Linked DNA regions of Gossypium hirsutum: regions 2 and 3 are each linked to region 1. Evidence: chromatin contacts called from public Hi-C data. All regions are on one chromosome and are shown on one strand. Each heading gives the region's core, a stretch centred on a gene start, on an enhancer-like site or on the middle of the called end of the contact. The rest is flanking DNA. Distances are from core to core; before and after follow the strand shown.

The links. A called contact is a pair of places that touch in the nucleus more often than the background predicts.
Region 2: a Hi-C map of leaf shows a contact between it and region 1, with 2.1 times the contacts expected there. The contact joins the promoter of LOC107892134 here to the enhancer-like site in region 1. A contact is called at or near these places in 2 of 34 Hi-C or Micro-C datasets (hypocotyl and leaf).
Region 3: a Hi-C map of leaf shows a contact between it and region 1, with 3 times the contacts expected there. The contact joins the promoter of LOC107888713 here to the enhancer-like site in region 1. A contact is called at or near these places in 4 of 34 Hi-C or Micro-C datasets (callus and leaf).

What each region holds. Positions count from the first base shown.
Region 1 is chrA09:11,361,778-11,365,227 of Gossypium_hirsutum_v2.1, forward strand. No RefSeq gene overlaps it. Among protein-coding and RNA genes, the nearest start is that of LOC107888719, 9.0 kb to the right of the region's middle. Within about 2 kb of position 1,339, at least 1 of the 9 cell types and tissues checked has an H3K27ac peak or open chromatin away from gene starts, as enhancers often do. A contact at or near this core is called in leaf, where this site is marked.
Region 2 is chrA09:10,734,988-10,738,473 of Gossypium_hirsutum_v2.1, forward strand. LOC107892134 (E3 ubiquitin-protein ligase RGLG2) reads left to right here and starts at 2,026. Exons shown (of 12, transcript XM_041077522.1): 1 at 2,026-2,181; 2 at 2,797-3,186; 3 at 3,294-3,378; 4 at 3,459-3,486. The coding sequence starts at 2,914.
Region 3 is chrA09:12,017,075-12,020,582 of Gossypium_hirsutum_v2.1, forward strand. LOC107888713 (glycerol-3-phosphate dehydrogenase [NAD(+)]) reads right to left here and starts at 1,667. Exons shown (of 11, transcript XM_016812893.2): 1 at 795-1,667; 2 at 479-555; 3 at 314-386; 4 at 1-181. The coding sequence starts at 1,125. It overlaps LOC107888714 (pectate lyase), which reads right to left. Exons shown (of 3, transcript XM_016812894.2): 2 at 2,795-3,508; 3 at 2,201-2,708. The coding sequence ends at 2,484.

The DNA.
Region 1 (3,450 bases), core at 89-2,588:
CATATACTTCCAGCACATATTCATAGAAACTTTCAATTTCTTTCATAGAATCAAGAACTAATGAATTCAACAAATGGACCTAGTTGTAAACGTCACAAAAACACAAAAATTTCAAGAAATAATCAAGAATTGAACTTACTTGCAGTAAAAATATGAAAAACCAGCTTAAGGGAACTCTTCCATGGTGTTTTTTCTGATGAGAATGCAGAAAAATAAAGAGAAATCTAGATAATTCCACTTTAGTCCTAGCTTTATTAAGTAAATTTTGCAATTTTCTAATTTTGCTCTTATTTTCTTGGTGATTTCATGCTCTTGCCGTCCAGCCCAAATAGACCTTGGGTCTATTTTCCTCTTAAACCCTCTTTCTTTTATCATTTAAGCTATTTATTCATTTCTCACAATTTTGCATTTGATACAATTTAGTCCTTTTTGTTCAATTAGCTATCAGTACTTTAAGATTTCTTGACGAAACTTTAATACTAACTTATTAACACTCTATAAATATTTATAAAAATATTTATGGCTCGATTTAAAATTCCCGAGGTTTCGATACCTCGTTTTCAATTCTAATTATTTTAATATATATATATTTGTACATTTCACTATTTCAAAATTTTTCCTAACTTCACATTTAACTTATATTCACTAAATTAATAATATTTCCTACTCATTTGTCGGATTTAGTGATCTCGAATCACTGTTCCGACACCACTGAAAATTAGGCTGTTACACCCTAATCGTGTACCCATGTGTTAACAAAAAAAGCCCTAACATAACATTTTATACCCAGCCCAATTATCAGGTCCAAATTACAAAATATCACATTCATTATTAAAATAACTACCATTCAATTTACCTGCTATTCACAATATTTTCTGAATTTTTTAAGTGCGGTGATTTTTATTGATCTAGAACTCATGTATTATCATGAGAAATGGCATTTGTCTATTCAGTTAGAAACTTGTATTAGAATGTGTTTCTTAAAGTTTTCTTATTTTTTTGTTATACGTAAACACTTTCAATACAGATTTATCCATCGCTTTTATTCAAACAATTATATATTGTAAGTTTCCATCATTTATAGAAATTAGTGATATGATGAGTAGAAAGGTAGGTACATAAGAATCCCAGACTGTGATTAGCACATTTATCATGCTTCATGCAAGGTCATCACCACCACATAAACTGTTACTGCAAAAACAACAGTAACATCATCGATCTGGGACGTAAATCGTATTTCAGGTCATTATAGATAAAAGGACCTTATGGACCATGGATGTCGGCAAATATTAAATGACATTGAGGAATTGTAACTTTCAACAACATTTATAGGCATGTGATGAGCAGAAAGTAGATAGGCCTCTCGGACTGTGTGATTAGCACATTTATCACTCTGTATGCAAGGTCATCTCCACATACACTGATATGGGCTATTTTACACAAATGATAAAAAATAATTAATTATATAAATCACCTTGGTTAAAAAATAATCACCTAAATGACTTTTACTAAATGATCGGTACTCACATAAATTATGACAAAATCATTGATCCATAATTGTGTCGGGGAATAAAAAATGAATATTTTGAGTTTTGGACATCATGTTGCCGACACCCTTGTATTTTTTTCTTAAACTGTATCATATTGGTATACATGTTATACCGGTATTTAAAAAAAGAAAATTTGGTGTGCCATTAACACCGATGACCGGCACCCTTTTTCCTAAATAAAAAAAATTATTTTTAGGGTGTTAGGACACTGATAGCTGACACTCATTTTCTAGATTTAAAAAAATGCACTGATAAAATTTCCAATAATATAAAAAAAAATGAACATATCAATTTTGGAACAATATTTTTTACTCATGTTCACGATTTCCTTGCGCGATTCTTTATTCTTATAATCTTTGTGGAAGTTTGTCGCAATGTGTCGGATGCAATAAACTAACCGCCACGGAACCCTCGAACGTCTTATTGCAGCCAATAGTCCCTTCAATCTGTCCAATATAAGGAAAATGTTGTCTTGCCTGACAACATGCCTTCGCAGATTTGTCAAGAAAAATTCACAGGACTCGAAGTTCTCACCCTCCATGATGGTGTAAGTGATAGGAAGTACATTCCGATTCTCGTCATGTGCAACTACAGTCAAGAGTATTTGCATGTAGTATTTTTGAAATACTACTGGGGTGTCGGTCATCAGTGTTCCAACACCCCAAAATTTTTTAAAATATGAAAAAGGGGTGTTAGCCATAAGCGTTTCATCACCCTTTTTTTTTAATTCTGGAAAAGAGGTTTCGGCCTTCAATGTCCTAGTGTCACGGGGCTAGACCTTTTGTCTCGCAATTCGTGTGGCCTTAGGCAATTTGCTCGTTCAAACTCGCCCAAGTCAGCCTTCACTCGAATGAGGATTCCTTAAGAACTCCTCCAAGGCACCAACTTGTACAGCAAAAGCAAACTTATGCCAAAAGAAGCTTAAAAAGAACAACAGAAAGGGACGCTCGCAAAGTGTTTGAGTAAATGCTTTCTATTCTCTTATTCACAAAGAATAATGAAACAATGAATGGAGTGAGTACAGATGAGGGGGAGGCTCTCTATTTATACTTGAGCTCCCCCAAAACCAACGGTCAAGATACAATTACATCGACGGACGAGATTAACCAATCCCATGATTTAAGGGATTTTACAAGATATTGCCATATCAAATCCTATCTAATCTTTACAAGATATGATTCCCTCTATCTTTAAAGATTAGTTACCATAGTTGCCTAAGTTGCTATATCTTCGCTATCGGGCCAACCAGGCTTCAATCTGACAGGCTTCTCCAACAGTTCCTTGAATCGAGCCAGCTCTCGTGGGCCAAATGATCCCCATCTAAGTAATAGACCTCCATCGGATGCATCTGGTTCGATGGTCACGGGCTTTGAACTCTGGCCCGTGACATTCTCCCCTACCTATTCTCGCAACGTCCTCGTTGCGACTCCCGAATGGCACTGACTTGATTCGCCTTGGATCCCACTCGTTGCCTTAGCTCTTCCCTTCTTTCGAGACTTTTGCCTCGGCTTCCGTCGCTTCTTAACTTGAGCCGTCCTACTCGTTTATACATCTCGATGACAAGGAGTTATGTCACTCCCTTGCCCATATTCTAACTTCCCTAAAGCAGAATCCTTGTGATTCATAACACTTGGCTTCACTTTGCCTACAGCCTCTCGGCCTCATTGCTCAAGAACTTCGAAAGGGCCCTTACGTTCTCGCCAAGTACACAAGTTAGAATGCAAAACACTATCAGAGTGTTCCGAATGTACCTTTGCATTTACTCGGGTCAACTGTCCCACATGCATCACTTCTTTTTCCTTGAAGTCTGATGCACCACCCACCTCCCCATAGGTGGAAGCCTTGTCGATGACTCGGCCAACTCTGACGCTTCACTCTATTCGAGCTCCATTGGTCCCAG
Region 2 (3,486 bases), core at 776-3,275, 630 kb before region 1:
TTACCAAATTCCATATTTACACTCATAGGCTTTGACTTTGACCAAAATGTGAAATGGAAATTTTAAATCACAAATTTCGCAATTGCAAACACAATTTCCCCCAAATTTACAGTTTTTCAAACCCTAATCAGGATATCCATGGCTGGCTGTCCCATAAAGCCTTCACACTTGTCAGCCATTCACATCAAAAGTCTTTGTCAAATGGGGAATGTTTTAGTACTTTCAGTATCACCTCCATTTGAGGCCAACTAAATGACAGGTGGATTGAATATTATCAGCCTAATTGGGATTTTCTAGAAGAGGATAGATGAAATTTTGGAACAACGACTCCTCTCTGTTTGTAATATTTGGTCAAATTTGGTTTTCTTCTTAAATTTAATATATAATTTTTTTATTATAATTTAGTGTCTATTTTGTTAATGTTATTGATTAGTTTAAATAATTAATAGAATTATTAATTCGACCTTAACTTTGTTAGTAATTTTGTTATTATAATAATAAAACAGTAAAATATATATTATTCTCCATTTGAAGGATTTGGAATATAAGTAATAATAAAAATTATATAAAAAAATTAACTATTTCAATTAAAACACATTTATTTTTTCTATAAAATAAATCAAATTTTGATGAGTTGAAAAGAGACTAAATATCAAATTTGAGTATGATAGAAGGATCAAAGTCATAATTTAATCATTTATAGTAGCATGCATAATTTTATAAATTTCTTTTCATTACTTATTCTCCAAGTCTCCTTTATCTATACTATTCTTTTAAGTATTTGATTCAACCCGTGTCTCAATTTACTGATCTCAATTCAATTGAGATTAACAATAAAAAGTTATAAAATTATCACCAATTATATATATATATATTTTAAATTTTAGGTTGACTCTTATTCTAAATTTCATAATATTATTTTTCTTCGAATCTGAATTATTTTAGGGTAAACTACATTAATAACCATTAAACTATGTTTTTTTTAGTCATCTAATTGTGAAAAATTACAAAATGATCACCTAACTATTAAACATTATAAAATAATCATTTAACTATTAAATTTTGTATTTTGATCACCCTATTCAATTTTGTATTTTTCATCACCTAACTGTATTGAATTTTTAGGTGTTTATATCTGTATGTTAACCAGTTAACGACTATTTTATAACATTTTCATAATTAAATAATGAAAATGAAAAAATGATAGTTGGGTTGGCCATTATTATAAATTTATATTAAATGAATGGATTGTAATCCCAAGTCATTGGAGACCCGCAAGTACTTGCACAGCGCGAGGCTTCCATGTCATGTGTTAACGTCCATTCCACACTTTCCATTAAAATACAAAAGAAATAAGAAATAACTCCGCTACAGTGTAAAAAATCAAGGGATAATATATAATTTGGTCCCTAATTTTTTTGATTTAGTTAATCCTTGAATTTATTTTTCGTCAATTAGGTTAATATCTTTACACTGATATCATTAGTTTATGTTGATGTGGAACTACTAGTCAATTTGGTGGTGTCATGTGATAGCATTTTATACAAGGGCGAAACTAGGGGTTGGCAGGGGCCCCAACCACCCAAAAATGGAAAATTTTCTATTTAAGCTATTTGAAATTTTTAAAATTTTAAATTAGTAAAGGTAAAATTATACTTTAGCTCCTCTAAAATGATAAAAATTAATTTAATCCTTTAAAAATTATAAAGTTAGAGGCTATTAAAATAGTGAAATTGTATTTTTATTATCATAAAAATTGTAATTTAATTTCGGCCCTTAAAAAATTTTCTAGTTTCCCCCTGCTTTTATATATATATATGTTTGTCAGGTAAAGTTCTGAGAGATTGTCATGTGCGATTACCAAATTGACTAGCAGTTTCATGTCAGCATAAACTAACTGTGTTAATGCAGAGTACCAATTTGATTGATGAAATATAAGTTTTGGGACTAACTAGGTTTAGAAAAAAAATTTAGTGACCGATTAGGTATAAATAGACAAGTTCAGGGGATATAGTATATATTATCCCTATGGTTTATAAAAGATAAAAAGGTATATACTTTCACGAAAGCAATCATCTAAAAAGTAATCATTTATCTCAAATTTCAAAAGCCAAATAGATACCCAGATCCTCCATTGATGCTCTGCAACTCTGCTAGTTTGTTTGCCTACTTCAATAAAAGGTATTGTAATTTATCTTCTAACTTTGATCCACTTTCCAATTTTGTTTACTTTTATACTTCAGATCTTGAAAACGTGTTTTTTTTTTCTCTTAAGTATTAAGCAATTAATAGCCGCCAAGATTAATGGGTCTCTTTCAGATTTCATGGCTTTTTTTTTTCTTTGAGATGAAACAGCGGTGTTTTTTTGGCGTTTTACTTTTCTTTAGAGTGAATTTACATTTTGTCTTTGGTGCCTAATAATTGTTTATTTTAAAATGGTGTGTTTCTTGATTGTTTAAGCCATTTCGATGGAGTCTTAGTGTAATATAAGTTCCCAGGAAGTAATTTGTTGGAAATATACTTAACAAGGAAGGCTTTTCTTTAGGTGTTTTAAGAACAGTGAAGGGGAAGCTTACGTTGCTGAATTGGTGTCTTTGAGATTTCTGGTAAATAAGGGAAAATTGAAGTTTCTAGGAAACTCCAAATTGTAGATATCGTTTCAATCTTTTAATTTTCTTGCTTCTTTACATATATTTGAATGCTTGCTTTGGTGGGTTTTGGAAAAGATTTGAGAACGTTTATTTGGTGATTTCATTCCTTAATTGTCATTCTTTGGTTGTTTGTGTATTATGTCAGGGTTTTAAGTTATCTGTCATTCTGGTATTTGGGCCGTAGTTGTTGATTTCGATTCATTTGTGGAGGAAGGAATCGGTTTTTGTTAAGAATTGGGAATTTCTATAGATATTTGAGTTGATGGGGGGTAGTAGTTCAAAGGATGTGAATTGGAGGCAGAATTCATCTTATCGTACGAGTTCGGCTTCATGGGATTCTCATACTGGCAATCCTCAGTATGGTCAAGAAAGCCCTAGTTATATGTCACAGTATAGCTCTGCCTCCCTGCAGTATTATCCACCTTCACAACCGGAGCTGCAGTATTATCCACCTCCTCAAAACCGTGGCAGTGATAAAAGGACACTAGACCGGAGGTATTCCAGAATTGCAGACAATTACAACTCCTTAGATCAGGTTAATATCTACTTTGCTTTCATTTTTAGAAGTTTTATATATTCATGCTTTTATCCTTTTTTCCGAACAATGATTTGGGTAAATGTTGCTTAATTGTTTGATTACAGGTGACGGAAGCTCTTGCTAATGCTGGTCTCGAATCTTCCAATCTCATTGTTGGTATTGATTTCACGAAGAGCAATGAGTGGACAGGTTAAATCTACTGTCTTAATTGCGAGTAATGTATGTTATTAGCAGTTCTAGAACCTGCTGAATCGAGCTTGTTTTTTTAGGGAAAAGATCATTCAATAGAAAAAGCTT
Region 3 (3,508 bases), core at 417-2,916, 660 kb after region 1:
TTGATGCCGAGCTGCTCGGATATAAGATTGGAGATCATACAAGGGCCTTCCATTTTGACCTCCATCCCTTTAATAAGAGAAATAGCCTCAACATCTCCCCTTACTTTACCAACAAGCCTCTTGCATATACCCTCCATAAATTGATGAGGGGTCACAAAGACCAACATGTTTGCATCTTTTACTGCAGAATTTCGATTTCAACCGTAAACAAAGTGAACATCTATCCCTAGCTACCCTAACTACAAGCATTCAAGAATCTAAATGAAGCAAAAGGGGTACCAGAAATGTAAAGAAAAAAAGGGAAATTGATTACCTGCATTATCGAGGTCTGGATCCGCAATGACATTTTTGCCGAGCTTAATACCAGGAAGGTATTTAACATTTTCCTAGTGAAACAAAAGCAAGTCCACTTACAGGTTGAGAAAATCTACAAGAAAATAAACAAATGGACAGAAAATGAATGTTTTCAAGTGCTCACATTAGTTTTGTTAATGACATCTGTAAGCTTCTCACCCGTTTGCAATGTCTCCTCAAATACCCACATCCTCACTTCATCTGGATTTTTCATTAGAACAAATTGCAATTCAATTCCAAATCTAAAACCATAAAAACTTCCACTTAGTATTATCAAATCTCAATACTTCTAAACACAGTTAAGTAATCTTTTTCATCATTCCACCATATGAATCTCACAAGTTAACATCTTTGGTGAGCTTTTCCCCGCTTTCTAAATCATTGAAAGAAACAGATAATCATGCAAGAAACAAAAAGATGAGTGAAGGGTAGAGAAATACCATGAAAAGAGTTGAGCTTGAGAGTGTTAGAAGCAATGAGCTTAGCAGCAACACTACCCCAATTACCACTACCAACAACAGTGACCTTTGATTTAGAGCCAACAACTTGACCATCATTCCCAAAATTGTTTACAGTGTCAGTGTGATGGGGTGTTGCAGTTTGGGGTTCAGCTTCTTGGTGTGGGGGAGAGACAGGTTCAAAAGCAGGAGCCATTGAAATGAAAGTGGAGAAATGGGAGGAAGAAAAGATGAGTGGCAATGAAGAAATGAAAGTGAAGTTAGAAACGAGGGAGAAAGAGGAAGAAGAATATAAGGGGAAATGAAAGCGCATGAGGGCGGAGATGACAGACACGTTGTCGTCACAAACAATGAAACAAAGTTCTCTTTTATGCTTTCATTTGTTGAAGTTGGCGATCTACTCTATGCTGCTTTTGCTTTCTTCCTTCGGGTTTTCTTTCCAAGTCAAAACTAGTGCAAGTTTGGACCTTACTTTGCAGAGTAATTTTGTAATGACATGGTTGTTTTGGCAATTTATCAGTGAATAAAAATGAAAGTGAAACCAATGAAGGCTATGATCCAAAGAACAAAAACCGTCGTGGAACTTGGCTTGGGTCCATTTCAATATAGAAATATCTTAGACCCATTTTCTAATGGGTCAATATATTTTAGCCCAAAACTGGTTGGGTCAATAGATAGAGATAGATAGAGAGATACTTGATATTCATGGTAAAAGCAAAGGTCTGCAAGAAGATGATATGAGATAGAAGTTTGGTAAATTGCAATTGGCATTTGCAAATGTTTGAGACAGTGACTGACTTTAATTAATCACAATGTAATAAACATACCAAAAAGCTTGAAGCTATGAGTGCATGCGGGAGATCCTGTCTCGCATTCCCACTCTACTCAATCACATTGCGGTCTAGCTCAGATATTCAGTTTCTCCATGATTTACGCCCAAAACATGGCTTTTAGTTGCTCCTTTTTATATGAAAATTTTCTTCCCATAAGCCATTGTTTGTTTCACACATCAAAACTAGATCGCATGATTATTACTATTATTAATTTTCCAAATTAAGGTTTTTCATTTTTGGTTATTACTATTATTAATTTTTTAAGGAATACTATTACTATTATTATTAAGTTTTTATTAGTAAAATTCTATATTTTAATATTTCCAACGACAAAGAATATATTAATTGATCATTAATTGGGTTTGTTTGCGTTGACATTTTGGTACTTCAAAAGCATTTACTTTTTTCGGTGACAATTATCCAAACGCTCACAACATTTATAATTAATGCTTTGGTTTGACTTTTTATCCATGAAAACATTTAAGAGATATAAAATATATACTTTTTATAGGAGAATTACCATACCTTCAGTCCAAACTGAAAACATTATGTAGATAAAACAAGCAAAATTCTCCCTTATCAATAATGACAATCACTTTCATGAAAAAGTACACTTTTGCCACTTATAGCAGATTACATAAAAGCAACCCTAAACTGCAGTTGCATGCTTTGTTGATCTATCAATACAGAAAATTACTACAAATTAACTGTATAGGATTAATGATTAATCCATGTTGTGTTCAATTTCAGGCAACATGCAGAGTTCGTCGTTTCATTACATTCTTAAAAGAAACAAAAAGACTAAATTATAATTAAACTGCTAATTATAAGTTTAAAACTAGCAGTGGGAACCCCTTCTACATTTGAGTGCACCAGCAGTCATTGTCATTGTACCCACAAGAGAAGATGGTCTAGCACTAAGGCTCGAAGCCCTAGCAAAGGTTGAAGATGCACCAGAAGCACCGGTTTGCCTGAAAAAGGCTCCATTCAACATCAAGTCTCCTTCGGATCTCCAGTTCCAGCGTTTCCATTCACTCTCTGGTGCATTCTCATGCTTGGTCACCTACAAAAATCATTACATATGGTAGTGTGAAAATGGTGATATATATGAGTTAACTCGTGCTAATGAGGACTTTGAAAATTAATTACCTCCTTCTTTGATCTATCATTGGGTGCTAGAAACCTGTTTCCTTGGCTGTTGATAGTAGGGTTTGCACTGCCACCAATGGCGTACATTTCCCAATGAGTGTAATCGTTGTTCACCACATGGAAATATCCAAGTCTACACCTTGGCATTCTTTGAATTAGACCTTCCCCGAAATGGTTAAAGGCAACAGTGACTTGCATGTTTTTATCTTGCATATAGGAATCACTGTGGCCCAAAAGCATGACTTTATCATGATGGGTCATGTAGTTGTTTGATATAGTCACGGCGGTGGATCCATGGATGACATCGATGAGTCCATCATGACAATTCGACAATGAACAATGGTCAACCCATATATTCTTGCTGCCAAAGATGGAGACACCATCACCGTCCGATGGAGTCCAATGCCCTGCATGATGGGGAGAGTCTCTTATAATTGTACTACCCCCGGGTTTACAATCATGTATGTGGATGCCATGGATGATGATGTTCGACACATAATGGATGGTGATGCATGGTCCACCCGATATGTGAACGCTCGCACCTCGACCGTCTATTGTCTTGAAAGAGTTCATCAACAATTCTTGTTTCAACGTAATCACCATATCTCTCTTGAAAATAATCCACAATGACTCGTCTTGAATCACAGCATGCCTTAAAGTACCCGGCCTAGGGTTCACCGGGTCGTCATCGCCGGCATCCGTAATAACATAGAT